Linked DNA regions of Mus musculus: region 2 is linked to region 1. Evidence: chromatin contacts called from public promoter capture Hi-C data. All regions are on one chromosome and are shown on one strand. Each heading gives the region's core, a stretch centred on a gene start, on an enhancer-like site or on the middle of the called end of the contact. The rest is flanking DNA. Distances are from core to core; before and after follow the strand shown. Region 1 overlaps Rad54l2 (RAD54 like 2 (S. cerevisiae)). Region 2 holds the start of 6430571L13Rik (RIKEN cDNA 6430571L13 gene).

Evidence for each region. Promoter capture Hi-C pulls out the DNA fragments that hold promoters and counts their contacts.
Region 2: a contact with region 1 is called in a promoter capture Hi-C map of liver, with 2.6 times the contacts expected there. The contact joins the promoter of 6430571L13Rik here to the enhancer-like site in region 1. A contact is called at or near these places in 2 of 39 promoter capture datasets (hippocampal neurons and liver), 3 of 115 datasets of contacts at active chromatin or transcription factors (bone marrow-derived macrophages, pro-B cells and thymic regulatory T cells) and 1 of 9 other capture datasets (liver).

Annotation. Positions count from the first base shown.
Region 1 is chr9:106,754,802-106,760,075 of GRCm38.p6, reverse strand. All of the region lies in intron 1 of Rad54l2 (RAD54 like 2 (S. cerevisiae)), which reads left to right. Among named protein-coding and RNA genes, the nearest start is that of Rad54l2, 32 kb to the left of the region's middle. Within about 2 kb of position 3,460, at least 6 of the 459 cell types and tissues checked have an H3K27ac peak or open chromatin away from gene starts, as enhancers often do. A contact at or near this core is called in liver, where this site is marked.
Region 2 is chr9:107,337,971-107,342,664 of GRCm38.p6, reverse strand. It overlaps 6430571L13Rik (RIKEN cDNA 6430571L13 gene), which reads right to left and starts at 2,025. Exons shown (of 6, transcript NM_175486.3): 1 at 1,877-2,025; 2 at 1,248-1,354; 3 at 76-458. The coding sequence starts at 315. Hemk1 (HemK methyltransferase family member 1) reads left to right here and starts at 4,315. Exons shown (of 11, transcript NM_133984.2): 1 at 4,315-4,384.

The DNA.
Region 1 (5,274 bases), core at 2,211-4,710:
GCCTGTCCTGGAACTCCATAGACCAGGGCTGGCCTTGAACCCAGAGATCCTCCTGTCTCTACCTCTGAAGTGCTGGATTAAAAGGTCTGTCTCCACTCCCTTAAGTAGTGGTTTCTTTTTTTCTTCTTCAGTAATTTTTAAAGAATTATATGTATGTACACACTGTCACAGTCTTTAGACACACCAGAAGAGGGCCTCGGATCCCATTACAGATGGTTGTGAGCCACAATGTAGTTGCTGAGAATTGAACTCAGGACCTCTACAAGAGCAGGTAATACTCTTAAGTGCTGAGCCATCTCTCTAGCCCTAATTAGTGGTTTCTTAAAAATTAGCTGTGGGCTGGGTAGTGGTGGCGCACGCCTTTAATCCTAGCATTTGAGAGGCAGAGGCAGGCGGATTTCTGAGTTCGAGGCCAGCCTGGTCTACAAAGTGAGTTCCAGGACAGCCAGGGCTACATAGAGAAACCCTGTCTCAAAAAAAAAAAGTTAGCTGTGGTATAGACACACTTGATGTGTGTCAAGTACCTTTCTTTATTTAGTTATGCAAAAATTACTGGTGTGTTTTGCACTTTGAATGACTTTGTAAACTGTGCGTAGTTTGACTTTGTGGCTGATTCCAAGCCTCTGGATCACCTTCTGAGAACTGCTGTTTTAGAATCAGGATGCTACCTTGAGGACTGATGTAGGTTCCTCTCTAGGCTGGAATAAGAAGGCTGGTTGAAGCTGAATGAGAACAGCCCTCCCAGAAGTCATGCAGCTGGTTTTCTTCAGAGCTGTGGCTCAGAATCTCACTGACTTTTATAAATATATCTCTAGTGTTTCTGCTGTGTTTGGTGACAATTTCTGGATATCACCCTTCTTCATTGCCTTTAGAGAATTAATTGTCTATCATGGCCCTGATACTGGGAGTCTTGAATGTATTTGTTTACCCATCTTTCTTATTTTCTTTTAAGATCCAAATTGTGAGAAATCTTACTCTGTTTCCAAGTGAAGTATGTCAAGAGTGTCAGTTTAGCTTTGTGGCTGCCATTTTTGTTCCCTCCCTCCCTCCTTCCCTCCCTTCCTTCCTTCCTTCCTTCCTTTTAAAAGATTTATTTATTTATTATGTATGTAAGTACACTCTATTTGTTTTCATACCCTCCAGAAGAGGGTATCTGATCTCATTACAGATGGTTGTGAGCCACCGTGCAGTTGCTGGGATTTGAACTCAGGACCTTCAGAAGAGCAGTTAGTGCTCTTAACTGCTGAGCCATCTCTCCAGCCCAGTGTGTTTTCAAGTAACTGATGTTCACTCAAAAGACTATTTAAGCTTAGCAGGAGTTTGAAATACACAGCAGGAGTGATCAGAACAGCATCATTGTCTTCTATGAAAAGGTGTGACTAGTGATCTATAGTGGGCTTTTAGCAGGCTGGACAGATTGCTATGACATGCGTAGACACACACCCCACCCCCCCACCCCCCACCCCGGTTTTTGAATTATGTGAATTCTTTGACTAGTGGGTTTTCTTGTGGAGTATTACTCAATGCGATAGACTGAATGTTCCCTTGTAAATTATTAAATCCAGGGTTAAGTTTATATTTTATATGTGTACATATATAGTTGTATGTGTATGATTTTATATATATAATCTTTTTATTGATTCTTTGTGAATTTCACATCATGTACCCCATCTCTCTATATTTGCCCTCTGCCCTTACAACCTTCATCCTCCAAAGGACAATAGGGCTGGAGAGACAGCTCAGCAGTTATGAGCACTGACTGCTCTTCTGAAGGTCCCGAGTTCAAATCCCAGCAACCACATGGTGACTCACACTCATCTGTAATGGGATCTGACGCCCTCTACTGGGGTATCTGAAGACAGCTATAGTGTACTTACACATAATAAATAAATAAATCTTTTAAAAAAACAATCAAACTAATTTTTAAAAACCCCATCTCACTGTGGAAGCTGTGGTGTATCATGCTTTGTCACATACCCTTTTGATTGAACAGTTTTACTTGAAATGAGTCATTGCTCAGCTTTGAGGCATCCTGGCTTCAGCTACACTATCCATACTGGATCCTCACCTGGACTCCTCTTAGATATCCTGCTGTTGTTCTGTGTCATCGAGATCCTGCAGCTTTGGTTCTGCAAGACTGGCCCCTTCATGAGCTCCAGCAGTTCACAGATGGGGGAGGTAGTGGGCCAACTCCAAGCCCACCTGTGCATGGGTGGCAGCTCTGGTGCTCATGCCACTTGGGCCAGGTCTTCAGCACTGCCCCAGTGAGAAGTGGGGCCACCTCACCCGAATGCTACAACCAGCAAGGGGTTGGGCCAGCTCTCCAATACCATGTCTCTGGCCATGTCACTGGGCCAGCTCAACCTTGCTGCATAGGTGAGGTGGGAGGCTATTCTCTGGACTGTTGCAGCTGTTGAGGGATGGGACTGACTCTTGGCCCTTGGACATTAACATGGTCCCAGGCAGAAGCTCAGACTAGTGACATTGACATGGTCTTTGGTGGTAACATGGGTCAAGAACATTGGCACGGATCCCCCACCAGACATGGCCCTCTGCAGCAGCCCGGGCCAGAGCCTCACCATGGCCTCAGAAAGCAGTGCAGGCTACTCACATCAGACTGTTCTCACTCACCACCCTTGAGTCTTTAGTTCCTCCTTTCTTCACCATGTATACATCATCCTGCTTCCTTCTCTCCCATCTCTCCACATTTACCTGCTCATCTTAGTGGTGGTACCTTGTCTGTCTGGATATCCTCTGTCCCCTATGCACTGTGCAGCGGCGCGCACAGGTCCTAGTATTTATGTTCTTAATGAAGTCAGATGCACGTGCTGTGGAATTTCTCTGAGGTCATTTGAGAAAATTTAATACTATTCAAAGTCTCCAGAGATAATGAGGTCATGCAATAAAAAGGATGCTCTTTCTAATTTAGGGTTTTGTTATATTCTAGCTTTTCTCAAATTTAGCAAATCTGCTTGTTCTACGTGCTGGAACTCTTCACCGGCCACCATGGCTAGTAGAAAGATTTCTTTCACTCAGACAGGAGCATGTGCTACCATTACTGTACACCTTTGAGCTGCCATGGACTATCTCAGCGACGGTGTGTGTATACACCTTTGTCTGGTTCTTTGATTTTTGTTTTGTTTTGTTTTTTTGTTTGTTTTTCCGAGACAGGGTTTCTCTGTGCAGCCCTGGCTGTCCTGGAACTCACTTTGTAGACCAGGCTGGCCTCGAATTCAGAAATCTGCCTGCCTCTGCCTCCCGAGTGCTGGGATTAAAGGCATGCACCACCACGCCCGGCTGGTTCTTTGATTTTAATGTGGGCTCTTCATCAGTGCTCTGCTTTGTTAACCGAGGCCTTGCATTCGAGTGTGTGCGTGTGCTTAGACGTAGGCATGGGACAGCATAGGCATGGGACAGCCTTGAGTGTTGTTTCGCAAGAATTATCCACTTTTTTTGAGACAGTGTTTCACTGGAATGAAACTCACCAAGCCAGCTGGGCTGCCTACAGAGTCCCAGGGTCTGTCTGCCTCTCTGGCACTGAGATTACAAATACTACCTACCACCTTGCTGGACGACATTTGTTGGTTTGTTTAAAATCAAGATTTCTGGGTATCAAACTCAGGTTCTGTGCTAGCAAGACAGACAAGCATTCTTTTCTGACTAAGCTCCCTCCCAGTTTCCCATTGTGACCTTTTGAAAATCAGCAGTAGTACCTCTGAAGTAGTTGGTGCAATTCTAAAGAGCTGAGAATAGTGTTCATTGTGTCACCTCTAACAAAAATTTAGTATGGAAGAATGGGTAAAAGAAAAATTGATATTCTCTGAGAATTCACTCACTTTCTATTGTATTCATAATGGTCTGGGTATAGTTTTTACTTTTAAAAGATCCACACATAATTGGACATAATTTGATATAATCATGCAATGTGTAATGATAGAATCAGGGAGTTAGCCTTTCCCCTTCTTTAAAAAAGTGTTCCTTCTTTGTACTGGGAGCTGTTGAGGTTCCTTTTTTCATCTTTTAGAAAAAAAATCGATGCTGAACTGTGAACTTTAATTACCGTACTGAACTGTAACACTTGCTCTCCATCTTTCCCCATGCGTCCTCCACCTTGGCTCTGATTTAGTGTCCTGCTTTTTTGCTGTTGCGCTGCTGCTGCTGCTGCTGCTGGTGAGGATGGTAATGGCAGTGATGACACAGGGTCTTGCTATGTACTCTTTGCTGGTCTGGAACTTAGGTAGACCAGGCTGGTGGCATCTCTTGTCTTATTATCATATGTAGTACTTGACTATTGAACTGTTGTTTGCTACTGTCAGGAGTGTGAGGGCTGAGGTGGTGTTTTGTTTCTTTTTGTTTGTTATTCAGACAGTCTCTCTTATGTAGCTCTGGTTATCTTGGAACTCAGAGTTCCACCTACCTTTCCTTGAGTGCTGGGATTAGAGGTGTGGGCCACATTACACCCAGCCTTTCTTCCTCCTCCTCCTCTTCCTCCTCCTCCTCCTCCTCTTCCTCTTCTCCTTCTCCTCCTCGTCGTCCTCGTCCTCCTCATCCTCCTCATCTTGTCCTCCTCCTCCTTTTGCTGATATTGGTTTAAATTAATGTTAAGTGAGGGTATGTTACTTGTTACTGTGATTGTTACTCTATTGCTATAAACCTTATTTCCTAGAATGACAACCATCTGGGTACCTAAAGGTACTAATTAGAAAGTTTGCCTAAAGCCAGTTGTGATGATTCATACCTAGAAACCCTGGGCTTGGGAGGTGAAGATATGAGGATCTGGAGTTCAAGGACGGCCTTGGCTACATTGCCAGTTGAAGACCTCCACCTCCCTGAACTACATGAGACCTTGTCTCCATTAAAAAAAAAAAAAAAAAAAAAGAAGAAGAAGAAGAGGAAGAGATGCCCTCTGTATTGGGGGTGGGGTGTTTGGGTATATAGGGTATGTGACACAGCAGATTGGCAAATAGTCAAGGAAAATGGACAAATGGATGCCCACAGTATAAAGATAATTCCAATTTACATACCTGCCCTGGAGGTTCACTGTTGGTCAGGAGGTGGTCTGTATTAACCTTTCAAGGGAGATTTGTAGTGTTTAGTATGGCTAATGTAATTCAGAAGAGAAATATGATTCCAGAAGCTGAGGGCACTTAGCAATGCTTTTTGGAAGATGTGGTTGAAACTTTGCCAAGATGTAGAGAACAGCCTAAAAGCAGACATGGCCACTGAGACCTTCACATGAGGCTTCCTACAAGCTTGGGCAGAGTGACAGTATGG
Region 2 (4,694 bases), core at 776-3,275, 580 kb before region 1:
ATAAGTCTAAACACTAGTCACCCTCCCCACAAAGGACAGCCTTCCAGACCTTCTTCAGCTTGCCCCGGCTCTCACCATGGCCACAGCCAGGCCAATCACTGTGATGATCCCAAAAGACAGAAGCATGGTGCCCACACCAGCTGCACCACCTGCCACATCAGGGATTCTGGTGTCATTGAAGCTTGTGGTTTCTGGGCTGAGGGTGGCGGTCTCGGTGGTAGAGCCTTCAGCGGCGGTGGCGGGCTCCAAGTCAGGCTCAGTGGTGGGCAGGTGGCTGCTGAACCAGCTCTGAGTAGCTGGGACCCTGGAGTTCATGCTGACACTGGGAGACTGCCAGGGCTCAGTCAACTTGCCCACCGACTTCTGACCTTAGGAGTGTCCAAGGCTGTCGTTCCCGCCACCGTGATGACCACTGGCACAGCAGAACCCTTACCAGGAGACCCCTGCCTCTCTCGGTTCTAGAAAGGCAAGAATAAAAGTAGAGGTTACAGCTAGGGGCATGTCTGTGAGATCAAGTCCCTCTAGAATCTGAAGGCACTGAGGACATAAAGGTTTCAAGACAGAGCTAAGTCAAGTTTATGGGGTATTAGGACATGGGCTTCTGTAGGGACATAGGGACAGGAAAGCAAAGCCCTGTCACCCCTGTACGATGACTATAGTGATTATAATTGGAAGATGGGAGAAGATGCAGGAGGCCTGGAAAAAGTCCACCAATTATCTCTGTAATTGCTACTTCTCCTACTCCTACCTCCTCACTCTCTGCACCCCACATCCCTCCTTCTGCTTGGGAAACACTTGCCCAAGACTCAGACACACCTGATATAACCTCAGGCAAGTCACCCCTCTTCTCTGTGTCTAGTTTTTCTCAAAGTGGGAAATATTACGAACAACCCCATGGTGTTGTAGGGTTAATGGTATATCAGAATGAACCAGTCCCCAGTGGGGTGTGGAGGGAAGAACTTAGATGAGCACAGAAGGCATCCAATAAATGTTCCAAATCCCCATCACTACCACCAACAACCCAGGAGGAGTTAGACACAGCAGTCCCTGGTCCTAGTCAGCTGTGAGACCCATGCTATGGTTGGGACTAGGATGGGGCTGGTGTAGAGACACCAAGAGGCAGGAAGGGTAGACCGAGCTAGATCTTCTGGCAAGGAAGTTGGCAGGGGTGATCCTTGGGCTACCTCCTTTACTCGTAGATGTAAGGCACGGAGTTACATCTTCAGAGGCACTGATGAAATACTCACTTTGAAACACCTATTTCCCTCCGGAGGATGGAAGATCACCCAGCCTCTGTGGGTCTTGGGTAAAGCAGAGTGGGAATGAGTCCTAGCAGTGCTGCAGAGGGGCAGACCTAGAAAGAGAAAGAATTTCTAGCCTATGGCTACATATATGTTTCTCTGTGCGTCTCATAGGTGTACATGGGATGCCTCCTCTTGCAGGTGTGCACATACGTATGAGCGGTGTGCACATATCGTTCATGGTCCCTTAGGAAGGAGCAAAGCTGGCAGAGGGTCATGCATGGAGTAGACGCATTCCTTTCTGTCCTCTCCAGCTTGGCTCAGCAAGAAGTCTCAGGTTCTCTTCTGGGCTCTGTCACTGATCCCAGCCATGACCTTGGACCAGACCCTTAACTTGCTCTGAGTCTGTTTATTACTGGCAAAAAAAGGAGAGAAGCCACCCTGCCGAGTATTTTATTGGCTTGTCTCGGGGGTCCAAAGGGGAAGGGAAGAACACCGGGGTAAAAGTGGTGTGCACCGCGACCTCCAAGAAGCTATCGAGTCTCTTAGTCCTCCCTATCTCAATCCCCACGCCCGCCTCCACGACCCTGTGGTTTCTCCATTCTTGCTCAGAAGCAGCCGATCTCAGCACTTACTTAATCCTCTCCGGTGCGCCGAGCTCAGTCTGAGAAGCTAAGGTTGGTAGTGACCCGCAGGAGGCGTGGGCGGGGGAACACCCAGGCCCGGGCGTTGGGGGCGACAGGTCCCGACTCAAGGTCCGCCTTGCGTGCGCGCAGGATCAGCTAGTATTAGCCTGCGCTGGCTGACAACCTGAGCTGGGGTGGGCTGGGTCCGGACCACGGAGGGGGTGGGGCTGGGATGAGCAGCCTCGGGGGATCCCCAGGAGCCGGAGTGCCTTGCCTCCTGCCCCCCCCAGCGCCTCCGGACCCTGATTGGCTGCTTCGCCTAAAGCTCGATCAGCATTGGCTCACTCGCCTGTCGCTCAGATATAGCTCTGCTCCCAGCGGGAGCTTGGACCTGAAACCGGACAGCTAAAAGAGATTCTCTCTGAGAATACCTCTGACCCTGATGGCCTGCCGGAAGTTAGGCAGAGGACCGTAGGTAGCCAGGTCCTTTCTGGGTCAGAATTCTGACTCCTGGACACCTCCACCCGCACTGGGGCAGACTTGTAAGCCGCAAAAATCATAGGTACAGAGATTTGGTGAGAGCACCACCAGACCTGGAATATTTGAAACCTAAAATGAATTCAGTTTGATCTTCTATTGAATTTATGACCTTGAACAGCAAACTGCTTCTCTTCTTTTGTCTCAGTTTCCTGCCTATATAGGAACTCTGGTGTTTTGGAACAAGGGCGGTTTTTGGTAAGTGACTCCTGGAGACTTCAGTCCAGAGATGTTGAGATGGAATTATCTGTGTGATAGCCCACCTATTCCTCTCATAATAGTTTTCATCCACAGCAAAATTCATCTCAGGACAGAAGTACCGATTTCCTATACCCAAGAGCTGTATCCCCAACCATTTAAAACTACCCTCACCCCATCCCCTAAACAGACTGTGTGTAACCCAGGATGGCCCGATACTTATTATGTTGCCCAGGTTAGTCTTGAACCAAGGCAATCCTCCACCTCCTGGGTGCTTGGGTTTTAATTTTTAATTAATTAGTTTCATGTGTGAGGATGTTTTGTCTGCACACGTATCTGTACACTACATATGTGTCTGGTGTTCAAGGAAGCCAGAAGAGGGCATTGGATCCTCTGGTACTGGAGTTACAGACTGCTGTTAGCCTCCTTGTAGGTGCTCAAAATTGAACCTGGGTCCTTTGGAAAAGCAGCCAGTGCTCTTAACCACTGAGGCATTTCTCCAGACCCCCTTGTACTGGGACTTATAGGTGTGCACCAGTACACCCAACTCCCAGCCCCTCTCCCTTTTTACTCAAGTATTTTATTTTTTACTTTTTTGAAGCAGGATTTCATGTAGCCCAGTCTGGCCTTAAAAGATGAGTTTCTGGTTTCCCTGCCTCCACCTGCTGAAAACTAGGATTTATAAGTATTACCAAACCCCATTTGTGGGCATCAAACCCAGAGTTGTGTGACTGTTAGGTGAGCACATCAATTGAGCTACCCCGTGAACTATTTATTTTTGAATATTTTATGTTATTTCTTAAAATTATAAGTATGTATGTTTGGATGGGTATGTGTACATGGGTGCTTGGAATTGAAACCCAGTTCTCTGCAAGAGCAGTATGTGTTCCTAACCGCTGAGCCATCTCTTCAAGGTCCCGTCCCACCTTTTAAATTTTGAGACAGATTTTTACTAAATTACTCAGGATGGCTTTGAATGTATGGTCCTCCTGCGTCAGCTTCTCCAGAAGCTGTGATTACGTGCCTGCACAACCAGGTCTTGCTATGAATATTACAAAAGATACAACTAAAGCCTAGAAGGTCTGGGCATTTAAACAAAGTTAAACAACGAGCTGCCAACAGAATCAGGATGTAAATCCAGTTTTCCAGTATTCGCTGTTTTGCTATCTGCTCCAAATTCTATGTGCGTGTGAGGTCAGGAGGGTCCTTAGAAACTGGGTCCCTTTCCGAAAACAGAGACTGCCCCCAAACACTGAAACCCAGTCACACGCTGCTAGACCTATCTTACAAGCAGTTAGAACAACGCACCCACCTCCCGCCCCCCAAAATCTGGCTCTCAAGCCCAGCACACGTGGGTGACACCCTCGCGGTTTGTTTTTTGCCCACACTCCGCCCCAGCTGGATATGTAAACGTTTGCTTCAAGCAATCACCGCAGGCTGGAGCCATATCTCTGTTGAGACCTTAAGGAAGACTAGTGGGTCTGGGACCCAGCAGAGCATCTCTCACATTCCTGTACTTCCCCTTAGGGGGGCTGCAGATGCTGGCCAGTTGAGCCTCCTCAGCATCCCACAGTCTTCAAAGGAAAATCCGGCCACTTTAGGAACCCTAGACCAAGGAGACGCGGTTCACCGGAGCCCTTTCTCAACAGCACCGAGGCGGAAGCAAGGCGCCGAGGGAGTGCACTACAGGTTACGCACATCCGGGGTGGGGTGGGGGGGCGCTAACCCTGGGTCAATTTTCTGGTACTTGTGTGTGGGCCGGGCGAGCGTGCATGCCCTCTGGTAGGTATGCACCAGAGCAGGAGATCCGGATGGGAAATGCATGGCCGCAACGTTGATTTTGAGACAGGGATGGCCCTCTCCCTCGCTTTCAGGGGTGGAGAGAGGGCGCGCTTATATCGTTGATAATGTGTTTGCGGATCTGGGATGGACGCTGTGTCGAGGCTTGGAGATTTGGTTCCTTCCGTAGCTGGGTACTGGTGGACCCAGTTGCGTCAGGAATCTAGCAGAACCGGATTTGTGTTCTGCCCGGGGTATTTTATACCTGAGTTACCGTGGGCAAGTTGCTTTCCTCTTCTGGAGCCCTGTCTGA